Regions from separate parts of the Gossypium arboreum genome. Here region 1 is linked to region 2. The links are chromatin contacts, called in public Hi-C maps. All regions are on one chromosome and are shown on one strand. The core of a region is the stretch at or near the end of the contact, and the rest is flanking DNA. Distances in the headings are between cores, read along the strand shown. Region 1 holds the start of LOC108485431. Region 2 holds the start of LOC108464555 (probable polyol transporter 6).

Region 1 (2,700 bases), core at 163-2,662, 370 kb before region 2:
TATATGATGAATGAAATTATGTTTATTTGAGAAAAAAAAAATTTATCATTTCTCAAAGTTAAATTTCGTATCCTGTCTCACAACCATGTCTTAAGTGGCATCAATTGGGGAAATTAAAGAAAAAGTGGGAGAGAAGGGTTGTATCAGAAAAAAAAAACAAAAGTAAAAACGCAGAGATTTACAGAAATAATTATGACAATTTCAAGTCTGGACCTGTCCAAAAATCCTCTCACGCAAAACATGGGAGAGAAGGGATGAATCAGGATCTCACTGATCGATATTTTGGCTTGAGTTGACTCTTCTTGGAGAATCTGGGGGTCCCAAAATTTCTGCATACATTTCCATGAGAAACTTGTCGACAATATCAAGATAGGTAGGACAAGTGAGTCGAGAATAGTATTGAAGAACCTCTTCAATGTCAAGAACATGTTCCATATTGCTCATATCCATCATCTCTAGCTCTTTCAGCTTTTGTGGCACTGATAAATTCCTTTCTTCTCTTCTTCTCTCGCCTGAATTACAATCCTCTCGTCTGTTCCCCACCTTGGCACTCCTCGTTTTATGCTGCTTAATGTCCTGATGGTCATCTCTTCCTTGTGTCGTAGACTGCTTCATATTTCCCTTATTGTTTCCTTGTCTTTGCGCTTCTATATTATGAGTTGAAAATTTTATCTTTTTCCTGTTGTCATTTCTTTCCTTTGGGTTGCCATTGTCGTTGGGATTCACGGCAACGCCTGCAGCGGTGAATGAATAGGGATTGTACGGAGAGGCTTTGGGTAGCCTTTGGTAAGGTTCAGCATCAGTACCAGAGAAGAGAGACTTGAAACTTCGTAAGGTTTTCTGAAAGAACCTTTTGGTATTGGAAATGGAATTTCGAAGCAGCATTGGTTACGGATTACAAAGAGAGTCAAAAGGGGAAATCACTTATTTGGTGACGGTGATGAATACAAATAATAGAGGAGGAGCCATTAAAGGGTGTTTTGAAAAACTTGGATTGAAACAACGGAAATTAGAGAAAGGGTACTGTTTTTCTCACTTTGGGGGTTGTTCTTATGTTTGTCGTCGTTTCACATAAGCTCCTTATTATTGTTGTTGCATTGGGTTTTGTTCTTTGGTCACCAAAAGAGTCCCCACTAGCACTAGTGTTCATCAAACATATGTCAAAGCTTTTAATTTATGGAAGATTTGGTGATGGTTTCTTGCTCATTAATATTATAAATAAAGATAGTATTTCGTGGCTTTTACTTTTGGTGGTGGAGTTGGTGTGGTGTGTAGCCGCTTTTAGAGGAGGAAAGGACAGCGGCCCTTCCTGCGCTGGTAGTTGAATTGGGCCGCCGGTTTCTTCATATATACCAATTCTAGATTTTATCATAATTTTCCAATCAAATATTGGTCTCTCACTTTTAATCACTTAAATCGATGATGTTTATTACTAGGTTGAAAATTGGTTTAATTTAATCATCTAAAGGACACTTATACTATAGGTCTGGGAGCAAATAAGCATTTCAATATTTAATTCTAAAGCAAAAAGGGAAAAGTTAAATATTAAAATTACTAGTTTATGGTGTTCTAAAATGTAGCTTAATTTAATTATTGTCAAAATTTTCGCTATTTAAAAAGTTTACCTCTTCACTTTAAAGTTTAACTAAGTTGCTTACATTTAACTAATTTTCGTACTTGAGTCAAATGGATTGACTGTAAAATTTAGGACATTGAGTAGATACTTAAAATAAAAATATACGATTTTTCTTTAAATAAATGAACCAGCATAAATTCATAATATAAACAAACCCGTGAATCACGGAGCCAGTTGGACTAGCACCATTTTTAATATCTTGCACCAATAAAATAAACGCTTCTTCTTTCATCAAAATAAAATAAAATAAAATAAAATAAACGCTTCTTCAAAAATTACCTCTAAACTATACCTACGTGCTTATTCAAACAACGTTGCTGTTACTCATTTCCCCCTCACCTAACGCCGTTAGACAAAAAAAAAATCTGCCAAAACTTGACACGTCACCAGCCAACTGTTATTTTTAGTATTCTATTTTATTTTATAAAAATTTAGAAGAAATTAAAAAAAAAAATTCCCCCTCCCCCCACCACCGCTTTCCTGCAATCAAAAGCTTTTTGGTTTTGCAAACGATGCTTTGCGACCCGAATTGTTCAAAACATATTAGGGAAAAGGCTGCGTTTGGTGTAACCGCTTTGATTCGAGTCAATAAAGATGTCTTAGAAGGTGAAGTGAATAATTGAAGCTCCTCTGGAGATGAAATCAGCTCATAGCTTAAAAGTTTTATGTGAGTTAATTACATATATTAAATCTCCCTTTGCTGATGAAATCCTATGTAAAGAAGAAACTCCCAAGATGTTAACTTTATTACAATCCAAATATTTGGGTATGAAAGTTGTGGTATTTGATTGCATTCTTGAAATTGGTTACTTTCGGCGTAAAGAAACTGTTGATGCTATGCTTAATGGAGGTGATAAAGGATGAGAATGATGAATGCAAAAACGGATCATAAAATTTGTCAAAGTTCCGGATTTAATTTAGGCCTCTAAACGTTCAAAAAAAAACTTAGATTTTGACACAGCCTGAAATGAAATTAAATCCAAGCCAGATAAAATAATTAAAATAAAATAGTAAATCAAATATTAAGAAAGCGAATAAAAAAATAAATAGAAATATAGAACGTA
Region 2 (2,700 bases), core at 45-2,544:
GGCTTTCATTATTTCACTGAGTCTAAATTCAGCTTCTTGAACAGTATCCGAGACTTTGATCAATACCCTTTTTGCTTCATCGGTTCTACCTTTCATCACCAGCCAACGAGGTGATTCTGGCATTGCTGTAACACCAATTCCAATGGCAATTGCGGGTACTGCTGCGAGGCCAAGCATCAGTCTCCAATTTATGTTTTGGGGCAAACCTGATAAGGAAAAGTTAACGATGTAGCCTAGCAGGATGCCAGACACAATGAATACCTCAGGGAGGGAAGTGAGGAACCCACGTTTCATAGCGGGAGAGATCTCAGCTGTGTAGAGAGGTGCAATCATAAGGGAATAGCCAACGCCAATGCCAGCAACTATGCGGCCTGCTAGGAGCAACGGAAAAGAAGGTGCAAACCCCATTAAAAGTGCACCCACAAGGAATGTGGCTGCCGCTAGAACAATTGTGTAACGTCTGCCTATGTAATCTGATGTTTTGCCAGATGCAAGTGAGCCTACAAGTGAAAGTACATTCAAGCTACCCACCAAGATTTCTACTTGAACAGATGTGATTTTGAGGTTTTCTTTGATAAACAGCACTGCTCCACTCATTACACCAATATCTGCACAAGAAATAAATAAACAGAGCAGTTCGCCCTAAAAAAGAAGCCCACTGATTTGGCCAAAAAAGAAGCCAATACAAGATACGGGCATTAATAAATCGTGGGATATTGACAATTTTAGGGTTAAAAAAATCGTAGTAGTTGGAAGAGAGACAAATTGAAAGCGAGACTCACCATAGCCTAAGAGAATCGAGTTTGTGGAGGCCAAAAGAGCACATAAAAGAGTGAACTTGTTCAGACCAGCGGTGCTTGTATGGCGAAAATCATCTTCACCAGCCGCCTTCTGTTGTTGGGATTCCATCTCATTGGCGTCCATTTGAGCTACTCTGCGCTTTTTCTAACCTTAAAGCACTTGTGAAAGAGAAAAATAGGCGTGGGAAGTGTGGGGGCCAAAACGAGGAGGTTGGTTTTGGATGGATAAAACGAGGAGTCGGTTGGAAGTAGAGTTAATGGAGTCTGTTTGGATCCCCCAATGGAACTCAAACTGCGTGACAAATCAGAAAAATTGCAAATGGAGCTGAACTGGCATATGTAGGGCTAGGAATGAACAGGTTCGCAGTAGTGGGCTGGAGATATCATATTAAAATATCATGCTTCGTCACCTGCCATTTCGCCTTTCTTTGTCCTACAAAAAAACTATTACTTACAATGGGTAATTGCAGGTTTCCATTCAAATATGCATAAATTATAAATTTATTCTTTTCCAAACTTTGAAATTTTATTTTTTACCTAAATGGTATTTTCAATTCAATTATGTTACACTTACGGATATCTTTTTCTTATAGGCAATTAAAGAGCTACTCATATCCCAAGTCCCCACAGAACAAAATCTTATCAAGGATAGTAAAAGGTCACCCACTGATGAATGGATGAGCAGTATCGCATAATAACTCTGCTTTTATACTAGAAAAGGAAACCACCACGAGCTAATTAGCATCTTCAAATAAAACATGAAATTGTGGGACAATATTACCAGAAAATTGATTATCCATATTCCATACAAGACAAGTAATAGTTTACTCAATCAGAAATCACACCTTGGCTTGGCTTGGCTTGGCTTGGGCCAATTCTGCTCTCATATTTTTATAACTTTATAAAAAGTTCACAAAACTATTAGTAACTTTACGTTTTAGTCATTTAACTTCAAAAAGTTACAAAATGATCACTAAATTATTTGAAAGTTTTTATTTAAGTCACTGGGCTGTTAACTTTTTTTCTTAGAAAAGCCTGGTTAGTGAGCTTCAAGCGGTGATTTGACAATCGATATAGTGGATCAATGCCCATCAACGAGTAAAAGAGCATACCTTAGATCTAAGTTGATCTGATGGTCTGTATCAAAGTTTAGAGAAGAAAATTGTTTAGATTTTAGTTTGCATATTTGTAATGTTCAAATCATTTCATGAAAAAAAATTGAACTTAGAAGAGAAGGAGAAGGAGAGTTTCGATTGGTGTAGGCGGTGCTAATAGAGAATACCATATAGCAATTATTTTAATAATCCAGTGATTTAAATAAAAACTTTCAAATAATTTAATGATCATTTTACAACTTTTTAAAATTAAGTAATCAAAACGTAAATTTATTAATAATTTAGTTATCTTAAAAACTTAATCTAAAAAAAAAAAAAGCATAATTTGAAAAGTTAAGTTGATTATGTGGTTATGAAGGTGGAAACCATGAGTCTCTACTCTAGTATTAAGCTTTTTTTTCCTTGCCATTAAATGTTTAGAAACAAAAGACACTTCCAGTTCCGTATGCCAAACATTTTCGCTAAGGTTATTTATTAATTAATTAAATTAATATGAATTAATTTAAATTTATTTAAAAACTTTACAATATCAGTAGATGTCTTTGTATTATTTATTTTATTTTTAAACAAATTGGTGTATCCAAATAGTTTTTATAAACCACGGGCAGAATGGGTGTATAGTATTGTAAACTTTTAATAGCTCCATGAAATCCAAAGATATTTCAATATCATTTTCAATTTGTGGGCAAAACCACATAACTTCCAGCACTTTGTCATCGGCTTAACAAAATGAGATTAATTTGATTGCTTACAAACACTAAAAATATTTCAATGCCGGAAAAGAA

The links. A called contact is a pair of places that touch in the nucleus more often than the background predicts.
Region 1: a Hi-C map of leaf shows a contact between it and region 2, with 3 times the contacts expected there. The contact joins the promoter of LOC108485431 here to the promoter of LOC108464555 in region 2. A contact is called at or near these places in 2 of 5 Hi-C or Micro-C datasets (both in leaf).

Annotation. Positions count from the first base shown.
Region 1 is chr6:128,453,234-128,455,933 of ASM2569848v2, reverse strand. It overlaps LOC108485431, which reads right to left and starts at 1,412. Exons shown (of 1, transcript XM_017789269.2): 1 at 17-1,412. The coding sequence starts at 885. The coding sequence ends at 268.
Region 2 is chr6:128,079,088-128,081,787 of ASM2569848v2, reverse strand. LOC108464555 (probable polyol transporter 6) reads right to left here and starts at 1,294. Exons shown (of 2, transcript XM_017764944.2): 1 at 783-1,294; 2 at 1-608. The coding sequence starts at 924.